Regions from separate parts of the Gossypium hirsutum genome. Here region 1 is linked to region 2. The links are chromatin contacts, called in public Hi-C maps. All regions are on one chromosome and are shown on one strand. Each heading gives the region's core, a stretch centred on a gene start, on an enhancer-like site or on the middle of the called end of the contact. The rest is flanking DNA. Distances are from core to core; before and after follow the strand shown. Region 1 holds the start of LOC107899493 (ras-related protein RABC2a). Region 2 has its middle 31 kb from the start of LOC107887878.

The links. A called contact is a pair of places that touch in the nucleus more often than the background predicts.
Region 1: a contact with region 2 is called in a Hi-C map of petal, with 4 times the contacts expected there. The contact joins the promoter of LOC107899493 here to the enhancer-like site in region 2. A contact is called at or near these places in 7 of 34 Hi-C or Micro-C datasets (callus, leaf and petal).

The regions. Positions count from the first base shown.
Region 1 is chrA04:64,835,108-64,841,848 of Gossypium_hirsutum_v2.1, reverse strand. It overlaps LOC107899493 (ras-related protein RABC2a), which reads right to left and starts at 2,378. Exons shown (of 6, transcript XM_016825221.2): 1 at 1,898-2,378; 2 at 1,729-1,797; 3 at 457-522; 4 at 1-34. The coding sequence starts at 2,039.
Region 2 is chrA04:64,380,072-64,386,899 of Gossypium_hirsutum_v2.1, reverse strand. No RefSeq gene overlaps it. Among protein-coding and RNA genes, the nearest start is that of LOC107887878, 31 kb to the right of the region's middle. Within about 2 kb of position 4,344, at least 6 of the 9 cell types and tissues checked have an H3K27ac peak or open chromatin away from gene starts, as enhancers often do.

The sequences.
Region 1 (6,741 bases), core at 1,129-3,628, 460 kb before region 2:
TTTGTGAAGGTCTCTCTCCGTGTTACATCATAAACTATAACCAAAGCCAAGAAATAAGTCAAACAATTATGCCAATTTAATTCATGAGCAAACCATATAATATTTACCACAACCCCTTGAACGGAATCGACAAGAATCGCAGTTGATAGTTTATTCGGGACGAGAATATAAATTTTAGGATCCAGTCCACCATTTTGAAATGATGAACCAAATGCAAATGTGCCATAAATAAAAACTGCATGAAATTGCAGAAAGTAGAGCTCCATCAAGCCACAATGCATCTTCTTGACCAGTCCAAGAAGAAAAGCATCATCAAACTAACCTTATTATCAGCCACATGATTAAGAAACCGTTTTGCTATGATATCAGATAGCTGAAATTCGCGAGATGAAACCGGTGATAGGCTCCATTGAACAAAATCAAGAAAGTAGAATAACGCCGGAAACATGAACTTACCAAGAATGATCCCTTGGGCGCCCCGGTAGTAAGAGCTTGTTAAGGTTCTGAACCTTTCCTGTCCAGCTACAAGAAGCATATTGGTTTCACAAATAAATCATGATTTCTCCACGTTGCAAGACAATTATTTCAATGTGCTTTCATGAAGAAATGAAAAAAAAAAAGAGTGGACAGCTAATAAAAGATTAAAGAAGCAACATCAAGCTAACAACAAAGTTAAAACCCAGAAACTCATTTTAACAAATTAATATATTATCAATTGTATACCTCTTTTCACCATGAATGATTTCACATATATTTTCTGAAAATTTTGATGATATTGCAGAGTGAAGAATTGGGGCCATGAAAAACCATAGCAGATCAAAACACATTAACAAAAACACTTCAACGATGCTAATGTCATACTAATGTATTAATGAACATATTAAGTCGGTAAAAGTGAGCTCTCTCCAATGTAAAATGGAAAACAGTCAACTGACTTCAATTAGACACTGAATGATTTTGACAAAGAAATCTAATTTTAGTCGCTACAAAAAATAGTCACTTTTGTTTGCTTCATGTTAAGTTTTAGTCACTTATGTTTAAAATGTTACGTTTTAGTCACTTATGTTATTATTTTGTTACGAAATAATCACTCTTCCGTTAAGTTCTGTTATCTCCCTAACGGTAATCTTACGTGGCAGTCAAACTAGATATTACTAAATCTGTCAATACATACTTCATCCGAATAAAGTATGCATTATTAAAATTAAATTAAAATATTAAATAAGAAATAAAATTATAAAACAATATGTTATTTAGAAAATACTATTATTGTAATGAGAAACATGTTTTATTAGGTATAAGTATTTAAAATTTTATTTTGGTAATCTGATATATGCGTAAATATATATATAATCATTTAGTGAATTTGTTAATACATACTTCATCCGGACGAAGAATGTATTAGCAGATTCAGTAATATTTAATTGGACTGCCACGTAAGATTACCGTTAGGGAAATAATAGACGTAACAAAATAATAACATAAGTTACTAAAACGTAACATTTTAAATATAAGTGACTAAAATGTAGGATGAGGCAAACAAAACAGACTATAAAATATTTTTATAGTTTATACTATTAAGTCGGTAAAAGTGAGCTCTCTCCAATGTAAAATGGAAAACAGTCAACTGACTTCAATTAGACACTGAATGATTTTGACAAAGAAATCTAATTTGAGACTGGAAGACTAAAATGAAAAATAAAAACAATATTAGCATGAATTTCGTACCAGTATCCCAAATGGTAAGCTTTAATCTCTTGCCACCAACAGATAACAGCTTGATCTTAAAATCCACACCTAAAGCATTAGATTTAAGCAAAAACCCAAATCATATTTTTTACTAATCAAAGATCCAGGATTGAAAAAATGAATGAAAAAAAGAGAGAGAAAATCGGACCAATGGTGGGAGCTAGATCTTCCGCAGAAGCTGAAATGAAGCTAACAAGCAAACTACTCTTGCCGACACCAGAGTCTCCGATCAACAAGATCTTGAATGAAAGATCATAGCTTCCGCTACTTTGCCCTGAAGATGATCCCATTTCAAATTTTCTATTAACTTTTCCACTTCTTTTTCAAGGTATCTGTTGTATCCAATGATGATCTCAAAAAAAGAAAAAGAAAAAGAAAAAAAGAAAACCTTGGGTGAGGAAATGAATGGCTTCTTTCTATCAAAAGTACAGTGAAAAAGAAAGTTAATATATATAAAGGAAAAAATAAAAAAATAAGGGAAGATTTTTTTTTTGTTTTTAAAAGAGGAAAACAAAGGAAAAGGAAAAGGAAAGAGCGAAGCGAATGAATGCTTTGTTTGAGAGAGAAGCTAAAAGAAAACGGCTAACTGTGGAACACAACACAACTGACACCAACGTTATTCTTTTCCCTTTTTTGTTTTTATTTTTATTTTATTATTATTACTATTATGTAGGAATTGTACCCACGTGGCACGCGGGAATAACTGAGAGTGTTTTGCACGCTCCAACCGTCTGGTAGAGAGGTGCTTTCTTGGGACAATCAAAGATTTATGCCTTAATTACTTTGGGACAAAACGAAATTGTGTGCAAGAAATAGATAATGCTAAAATAACTTTTTTAATATAATTTTATTGATAATTTGTTATATTTAGAAATATAATTTTCAAGTAAGTCATTTTTTTAATGATAAAATTTGTGTAGATTCAAGTGATTAATATTATATTCAACATTGTTTGTAAATCTTAAGGAAACTTTTAAGATTTATGTAGGTATAGTGATATAACTTGATTTTAGTTCTTTAATTTTTTTTTGATGATTGCTTCCATCCAAAAAATATTATATTATCAATAAATAGTTAAAAATATATTTTATCAAAAACATAAATAGTTAAAAATTAAATAAAACACTAATATGTTAAGTTTGAATAGAGCTCAGCTCTAGTTAAAATTTTTGTCAAATTATATAACTTTTATCTTCTACCCTCAATATTGTATAAAAAAAAACACTAATAAACAAATTTGCTATGCTTTCATTTTTTTATATGTTTATTTTTAAAAATTTTTACTATATCATACTCCTTGTGAAAATTTTAAATTTCACTTATGATGTAACGGATATTTTCTCATAAACATATTTATGTAAAATTATATAAACAAAACATTAATAATTGATTTTATGTATAATTATTAAATACAAATTGAGTGTTATTAATACTGATTATAATTATAATTGTGTTTTAGAAAATAATATATTAATATTTATTATTCAAAATTTTCAATAATAATTTTTTCCTGTTATATCATGCATCATATTGCCATCATCGTTGTTTCTTTGAAAAACATATTTTATATTATCGTTGAATTTAATTTATTGTAACAATTTTAAATTCTAACATGAATTTATCAATTTTTAATATTTAGTCACCAAATTGGCAATTAAACATTCAGGGTTTGGTTCTCCAATACTTTCATTTTTAGAATTTATTATAAAACTCAAGAATTTGTTTTCAATTTTACGAAAAAGAAAGGAAGAAAGAAATTTTACATTTTATCTAATAAATACAATAACAATTATAATAGCATTGGTCCTAAAGGAAGCTTAATTTCAAATTTCGAAATTTGATTTTACTTCATGAATGATATAATCATTATAAACAGCTAGCATACAATATATTATTAGAAATTTGTTTCTATTCATTGGTATTAAAAAGAATTTGTAAGAGAAGTTCTTAAATTTTTATACTGACGGTAAAATATTTGAATCTAACATTCGGACTCAATCCAACCACACTAGGGTGAATTTTTATTTTTTTTAAATGCGTTTGAAACACAAGGTATAAAATTCGGAACAAGGTTGAGTTGTGGCACTAGGTTACCATCCTTAGCTGTGCATTATTATATTTGTTGAACTAAATAATCAGCATGAAAGAGATGACAATAGAGAAAGGAGCTTAGTTCATCTTAGAGGGGCGGAGAGCCATATGACGATTGTGATAGATGGTAGGTAAGTTGAGTGTTCAGAAGTAAAAGAAGATAGGAACATGGATAGAGAGAAAGAGAGAGACAAGGTTGTATGTGTTCATCATAGAGGTGAAAAGGATTTTATATAAAAGTGGACCTATTAAGGAAAGACGTGGCAACCTCTTGCTAGCCCATTGATCCCTTCAAGGGTTTTAGTTAGATGAGCGATGTAACATTGATGAGGTTGTAAGGTATGTAGGTAAACAACGATGATAATCCCATTGGTGTAATTTGACTATAAGAGGTGGTGACTCTCGTGTTCCCTAAGCTTTGATTGAATAGTACCCTTGATAGAGGTGTGTTGGTGGAGCTATATTCTGGTGAAGGTACTATGTGTAACAATATTATATTAAGAATTCAAAAATAACAAAAACAATGACATGTAGTAACCTTATAACACTGGTTGTTAAGTTTTTTTTTTTGGTAAATGAACAAAGCTAATCATCAACAACTAATATCATGAAGAACACAATCTGCCTGTAGTGACTCCCAACAGGTCACCTAACAAAGCAGACAATATGTTGTCGGGCGGTTGTATCCACTCTTGTAGCACAAAATCATCTTCTACTGACATCTTCCATAAGCAATTTACAACATAATTGGCTTCCTTGTATATATGGAAGATTTTCAATTCCCAATCTCTGCTGCTAAGATTTCTAATGCAGTTTAATAAAGGTTTATGGCTATACTCTCCTTCACCTGCATCAATCTATTTAACAACCTTCACACTATCAGTTTCTAGCATCACTCCCCTATATCCTTTATTCCAAGCAATCAAGAGACTGTTATAAATCACCCAAAGTTTATCCTCCAAATCTCCGACTATAGCCTATCTGCCACATACCATCATCATCCCGAATAATGATTGCTATAGTAGCATCTGATCCATAATTAATCATCGCATCATCAGCATTTATTTTCACCCATCCCGTAGGTGGCAGCTTCCACCCAACTTAAATCTAAGCATTTGGTTTAATAGTTACTTTAGCAAGAACATTATCCTTAACATGTTGGGCCTAGCTGATACTGTGATTGATAATATCAATAGATGAACAAGAGGGCCTCCGAAAAATGAACTCATTTCTCTATTCCTAAAGATTTCAACAGGCCATAGCAAATAAAGTATTCCAGTGCACTCCCACAATTTCATCAATCTCAGAGTTTGCAAGATTACTAGATAACCAGCTTCCAAATTTAGAATCAAAGAAAATTCATTGAGAATATAGAGGAACTAACCTTTTCCGTACCCAAGAAGTGACCATGCAGTCCCTTACTATCTGTAAAGAGTTTTCTTGAGTTACACTACACATAGTATAAGTAACATTCATCCTCATTCCCCATCGGCAGCTTTTCGAGTTTGTTAAAAGCCTATCTTAGGCAAGCACTCATAAAAATGTCTCACTTTTTGAGTAACATCCGGTCGCCAAATAACTTAGCAATAAGAGTTGCTTGCAACCTAACTATGTCCAACTGTAACACCTGAATATCATTATTAACTAAAAATTTAGGAAGCTAGGACTAAATCGAGAGGACTGATGAATTCTGGGACCTCAACGAGTAATTTAAAAATTTAAGAGGTCAAATATTGATTAGTTGGATTCCAATGCTGGTTGGGTTAGGATGGAACTGACTGGTTCCAAAGTGGGAGACAAAATGATCAAGAATGGATAGTGGAAATGACCAATGAGAATCATGCCTAAGGAGTATATATAAGGCATGGTTGGAGGCAAAATTTTTTGAATTCTGTTGATAAAAATTTTATCCTCTCATAACATCTTCTTCAGATGTCTTGAAGAAGGAGGGGATACGGATGAAGAAGGCTCTGTATGCAGCAACAGAAGTGTGGGCTTAAGGCTAGTAATGAGGTTTTGGAGAAACTGATAAGTTTCCTCATCTGCCTCTGTGTTTAAGAAATAAAGAAAGAATTAGAATAAGATTCTTGGAGCTTCTTTATAATTTAATGTTCTAGGTTTTTAAGAATTTACTATTGTTGGTTTAACCAAAACATGGTTGTCGTGCTTAGCTGCCATGGCAAAGGAGGCTCTCGCATTTGGACTAGCTAAGCTGTCAAGGGTAAGGAAACAATGTTAGTGTCTGTATTCTGTCTTTTGGATGCTAAATGTTGCTATGAGAAATTGTCATATAAATATTGATAGTGTTAGTAGATGATTGTCTGGAGTAATATATTTATATGTATGGTATGTATGATTAGTGTATTCATGGTATGAGAAGGGTAACTAACTATGGGTTAGGCGAAGTTAGGAATGAGAAAAATGGATGATTCTATTATATACTGCCATACAGTGTTGTTGTGTGCACTCATGATGAGCGAAGCTCCGAGCCTTATGGAGGGGACACTACGTCATTTGAACATCAAGGTATGAGAATAGTGAAATGGAGGAATGGAAGGAATACGAAAGGAATGGTACATAAGAAAGATCATGGCTAGGCTATGGAACCAATTAAATGCTATACTCCTAAATTGAGTAAGACTATAACTGAAAGATGTTATGGCATCATGATAAAAACGAGTACGACCATGGTTGAAAAATGCTACGGGATTATGTGAAAGCATGCCAATATGGCTAAACAGGATTAAAACCACGTTTGAAAGATGTTAGAGCATCCTTCAATAGCCTGTCGGGACATTAAAAATGGGGTTATACTGTGTAAGACCATAGTTGAAAGACACTACGACATCAGGGATAGTCCAACGAGACGTTAAACATAGGGTAGTCCACCAGGATAGTAAA
Region 2 (6,828 bases), core at 3,095-5,594:
TCGCTCCCATTATCAAACCGCTGGTATCCCTAATGATTATTCTCGTACTAGATGCTTCCAGGTCACTGTAAAAGTCCCTATCAAAGTTAACTCTAACCCACTGATCCTCCGGAGGTTGCCATCGCACTGCCTAATTTTATGGAGTCCTTGGGTAAGAATTCTCCAGCAATTCCAGTTCTCTGATATATCCCAATACAAAAGTGCAAAAATCACTGACTGGTTGTCTTTTGCCTTCATGCATCAACTTGTTTCTTGATAGCCATAAAGCCCAGATGATGACAGTAATCAAAGATTGTTGCTGACTGTTCCCTAAAAACAAGTGTTGAAGCCATTGAAGGAATGACTCCCCTGTTTGATACAGATTCCAACTAATATCTATCTGTTGCCAAACTTATGCTACATAAGGACAGTCTTGACAAACATGCAAAGTAGTCTCTGTCGCCATTCCACAATGAAAATATGCAGCAGCATCTGCTAACCTTCTAACCAGCAAATTAGATCTAGTAGGCACATAGTTATGTAAAATTCTCCATGTTGTAATTTTCAATTTTTTTGGCACCTTTGCCAGCCATAGTTGTCTATACAACATTTGCGTTTCCGACTCTATATCACTGTACAAATCATTATCAGTTCCTGGAAAACCCCACAACAGCAGTCGATACCCATTATGCACAGTATACTCACCAGATTTCTCAGAACATCATCTCAATCTATCCGCTAGACCATACTTTGCCAACATGATGCTTAAGATTCTTCTCGTTTCCTATTCATTGAAGGTGAGATGAACAACATTTTCCTTCCATTTTCCATTCTGTTCATCAATCAAATCAGCCACAGTAATTACATCATTAACCCAAGGTGATTGAACAATATATGGTTTGTCTCCAAGTAACCAAGCTACATCACCAACGTGCCACCTGCTTCCCTTCAACAAGAGTCCTTTTGCTGCCCAAATGCTTCTCCAAATAGCCGAAGGTTGACTCCTTAACTTTGTTTTCATAAACTCACTCCTTGCATAATATTTAACTTTCAAATCTCGTGCAACTAAAAAAGTAAGATTACAAGCCAGCCTCCAACCCTGCTTGGCCAAGCTACATTAAATTTCATTAGTTGTTGGAAACCCAATTCCCCACCCTCCTTTAGGTTACACAACCTCTCCCAAAAGCACCAATGAATCCCTCACTTCGACTGTCATTTTTTCCACTATAACAATAGAACACAACTTCTATTTCATCACAAAATGTCTTTAGCAATAGAAAACATGACATGACATAATTGGGAATAGCTTGTAACACTAATTTAATAAAAAATACCTTACCCCCTAACAATAACCATCAACTGCACCATCCATTTATTCTGCCTCAGATACGATACAGAAAGCAAGCTTTTTGTTTTGACCTATAACCATAGGTAACCCTAAGCACTTCTCAGGATCCAAAGAACTCCTTACACCTAACTCCCTTTCAATTAGTTGGCAAGTTCTTTCACTGGCATTTGAACTAAAATAAACAATGGATTTATTAAAATTAATTAGTTGCCCCGAACAACCCTCATACTCTTTCAGTACATTTTTCTCATTTTTTGCCCCCTTTAAAGACGCATCACCAAAGATTAGACAATCATTGACAAAAAACAAATGTGATACTATAGGCCCTGATTGACTCGATTTCTCTCCTTTTATAAGACTATCTTGAGAAGCTAATCATAACAGAGCAAACAAGCCCTCACTACAGAAAAAAATAAGAAAGGACTTAACAAATCACCTTGCCGAATTCCTCTAAAAATGGAGATGAACCATCTTGGTTTCCCATTCAACACAACTGAATACTGGACAGACGTAACATATCTCATAACCAGCTTAACCCAACTTCCCAAAACCCATTTTCAACATTAACTGTAATCAAGCTTGAGTGCAAAAGATCCTATCTTTTAAGATGGTTAATGTCATTCCACTCTATCGTATGCCTTGATCATATTCAACTTTAGTGCAAAAGACTCTCTTCGACCTCAAGCCACTATGACATTAATCGTAATCGACCTCTCCGGTACAAATACACTTTGCGCTTCATCAATGCAATGCGGCATTATCATTTGCAATCTATAAACAATTGCCTTAGTAATGATTTTAAGCAAGACATTGCAAAGGCTAATCGGTCTAAAATGTGTCATACTAATAGGATTAGATTATTTTGGAATAAGCACTATATTGGTATAATTAATCTCTGACATAGATAATTCATTATTCAAGATATCAAAGCAATAATTACTTACATCAGTACCAACAATAAGCCAGAATTGTTGATAGAACAAAGTTGGCATTCCATCTTTCCCCAGTGCCTTCGTAAGATACATGCTTGAACTGTCGCCACTATCTCCTCTTTCATAAATCTCGAAGTCAAGAACTCATTCATGCTATTGGTAACATGAATCAAAATACCTGAAAGGAGCCTTCTACTATCACATCTACCCTGTGATGTAAACAACTCCGAGAAGTATCAACACGTATTTTGCTCTATCCCTTCATCCCCCATCCTCACTCGTCCATCTCCATCCTCAAGTCGACTAATACTCTTCTTTTTTTACGTTGAGAAGTCATTCCATGGAAAAAAAACCTATATTTCGATCACCGTTTCTCAACCAATTAGCCCTTGCTCATTGCTCCCTATAACTCTCCCCCTTATCAAGCCTTTCCCGACTATTATTATGAGTCAATTTTCCACGTTCCCACATAAACCATTTGCCTTCATAACCCACATCCAGCAAATCACAATCATCAAGAGCAAACCTAAAACCTTCCATACACCGTTCATCTCTTAGGTTTCCCCCTTGCTTCTCATGAGAATACAAAATCTTGTTGAAGTCCCCCATAACCAACCACGGTTTAGAGTTCTCTATTGATAGGCCTCATAGTAAATTCCACGAATGATGCCTCAAACTCTCTACTAGATGCCCATAAAAACCAGTAAATCACCACCTAGTTGCTTCCATGTCACCCTCCACAATCATATCAATATGGCTCAATAATAAGCTTCATAAGGCCACCTTACACCCTTATTTCCAACATAAAGATAATCCCCCCTTATAACTTCACTACTCACATCAATTAATTCTATCAAACCCCAACTCCTTTGAACTTCCTCCATCTTAGAACTCTATAACTTAGTTTCCATGAAGAAAGCCACCTCGGGATTAGTCTCCCTCAATACGTGCCGAAGGCGACGTATCGTCCGGTGGTTCCCCATCCCACGGACATTCCAACATAAGAGTTTCATTGCATCCGGCTGCCTTGCCCTACAGAACCAACCGATATATGAGAAACATGAACATAATTATGTTCATCAGAAGTTCTCCCCGAATCCATCCAATAGAAACTTGAGAAAATCATGAACTACGAGGTCGTTTCTTCCCTTCCCTAACTTCTATGGGACAATCTACTCTACCAGATCCCTATGTGGATCCATATTCTCCTCCCCATCTAGATCAGGCTTCTTCTTCCTCCCATATTCAATCTTAGATTGGCGCCCACATGCCTCAGAAAATCAGCATTTCGAAACAAGCCTTATATATTCACTTGCTCCCATTCTCCCCTTCCCAACGACTTCCCCAACTCACCAAACTTCAGCCCTTCCCCTCCTCATGTAACCAACAGCTTGACACCATCATTGCTCATTTGGGAATCGCTTTCATAGAAAAATCCCACTCAAACACCAAATCTTTCTTCCCATGAACAATCCTTACTGAAAAAATTCTTTCTGAATGTCCCAATCGTCCACACAGGAAACAAAACATCGATAATCTTTCATATTGAAAGCGTACATATATGCAACGTTTGTTACCCAAAACAATCTTTTTCCTTCTCTTCAACGTATTCTTCACATCAATTCTTACCCGAATCCTCATGTAACTCTGATAACCTTTGCTTATGGATTTCGTATCATACTCTAAAATTTGTCCCAGAAAATCCCCAAACTGTTTGGCCATCATCTTAGACATTAAACCCATCGGAAGATCATGAACCTGGATCCAAAAATTTGACCAAAATAATGGCATAGCCAATGAATCTTCCCCTACCTTTAATCTGTGGAAAAGTAACAAATAGTTATTAAACGTCCAAGAGCTTTCTTCCAAAAACCTGGCTAGATCAATCTCATAATAGAGCTTAAAAAGAAATAGTTTCCCCCTAGATCTATAATTGTCACACCCCCAAGCAGATGCTGTAAATTGGTTAAAGTTGTACGCATAGCCTAGAATTGAACAACACTAGCAGTCAAGAAACTGCCCACAACTCTCAAATCTTCCCCTTCCCCCCTCAATTCCTCATCCAAATAAACTTACCATGCATCCTCCTCCCCTCCAACAATCGATAATGCCACCAATTCTTCCCCATTGCATAGTTTTCACCGTCAATCTTGTCTTTTCGCCTTGCATTGCGTGTAAAAATTGTTGAACCAAGAGATCTATTTTGACTAAAACGTGCTATTAGAAGCAAATTCAATAACATGCTATTGGTTCATAGAGTTATATCATTGTTTTTATAGAATGGTTTGATTATTTAATATTTAATCGATGGTGAAGACTTTAAACATTAATTAAGTATTCTAGGAAATATAGTGATAGTATATAATGTGTATATATATATTGCTTATTTCAATACATGTGCAATGAAGAGCATAAATAAATAAAAGAATTTACTCTAAAAAAAAAGAATTTATATTGGTGTTGTTTTATATATTTTGAACAAATGAGTTTTAAGTACTAATATAGATTACTATTAGACAATTAGACAATCTGGAAAAAATATAAAAGGGAATGAGATATAAAGTTAATTTATAAAATACTTAAATCGAAATCATATACTTGACAATAATGTAGAAAAAATTACACTTGTAGTATTTATAGAGTTAGTGATGGTTAATTAAAATTTAAAAATAATTATGATTATCATAAGTATTTCTTATTTAATATAACAAGTTACATACCCTATATTTACACTAAGTGGCACTCTCACAATTTTTTACATTTAAATTTCTATTAGTTAATAAAATGAAAAAGTATTTTAAGACATGTATATTAAAGTAAAACATATATTAGCTAATATATACAAAATTATTAGTATCAAATAATTGAATATTAACCATCTAAGTTTACTGTATGCTCTCATATAGCATGATTTTGTATGCTCTCGTGTAGCATTTGGTTTAAGATTTGGTGGTTTATTTAGAAAACCTGTTTTGACAACAGTGGGGTTCTGTGTAGAGTATGGAAGCGGCGTTGGCAGATCTTCGACTGGAAGATGAAGAGGGAAATGGGGAAGGAGAAGGACGGGAAATAGATCTGGGGGAGGGATTAGTGGAGGATATTTTCAATTTCTGTTTAGTGGGTTATTTTTTTACGGTGACTATCGTAAATTTTCAATCCATGAAGAATGTTCTAGCAAATTTTTGGCATCCCCTTGGTGGAGTCACCATTACTGATATTGGGGACAAATGTTTTCTTTTTCACTTTTATTGCGAGGCTGATATGATGTAAAGGGGTCTCCTTGGACCTTTAATAATCACTTATTAATTTTTGATGTTTTACATATAGGTGCTAATCCGTTAAAAGTCCCTTTGTTTAAATTGACTTTCTGGGTGCAAATACATAACCTTCCTAATGATATGTATATGGAAGCTATGGCAAAACAATTTGGAAGGTTTATTGGCGAATTCGTTGAATATGATGTGAAGGTTGTGGCAGTGGGTTTAAAATATTTTATACAAATCTGGGTTTTGATATACATTCGACACCCACTGAAATGGAAGAAGAAGCTTATAATTGGAAAGACAAAAGAATTTTTTGCCATGTTCAAATATGAAAAGCTAACCACGTTCTGCTTTTTGTATGGTAGGCTGGGTCATGGGGAAAGCTTTTGTCTTATCCAGATCGTTAAGGGGAGCCAAGAATTACCAAGGGGATGGAACATTTCTCTTAGAGCAATGGCGAGGAAGATGGTGGCTGGAGGTAGCATTTGGCTTCACGAGACAGAAGATAATTGGGGAGGTAATTCAGGAGTTACAATGGAGGAAAAAGGAAAGTTTAATTTGAACATTAATGTGGCTAATTTTATGAGAAATGCTGGCAGCAACATGAGCATTAATTTGGTTGGAAAGTCAAAACTTCCTTGTATAGATGAAGACATATTTGAAGCAATGAATGCTAATATGGGTAGTGATAATCGGCCCATTAATTTTGTAGATGGGAAAAAAAGGCCCAGATATTTTGATGATGGGTGTGGATCTGATGAGAATGTTGAATTTGGGGAATCAAAGAAAAAAAGGGTGATGGAAAGAATTTTTCAACGGCTGAACCTATAGAACGGTCAACTGAGCATTATGAAAATATTAAGTTGGAACGCCTGTGGAATAGGGAATCCAAGGTTATTTCGGAGAATCAGCAGTTGCTGAAAAAATATCATCTCTATATAATTTTCTTTATTAAAACAAAACTAAATGGGAGTAATATGGAAAAAATTCATCGAAAATTTGGTTACTATAATGACATTGATGTATCATCTGATGGGTCAAGGGGTCGTTTAAGTTTAGGATGGCAAAATGGTTTGTCAGCTGATTTGCGGAATTTTTGTGACTACCATGTTGATGTACTGATGTTGATATGGATTTGAAGTGGCATTTCACTGACTTTTATGGAGTTCCAGAGGGTCATAGAAGAAGTGAATCGTGGGACTTGATGAAACGACTTGGCCAAAATTATGAAGGGCCATGAGTGATCATTGGTGATTTTAATAAAATTGTGTCGAATGAAGAGAAGCAAGGATGGAGACTAAAAGAG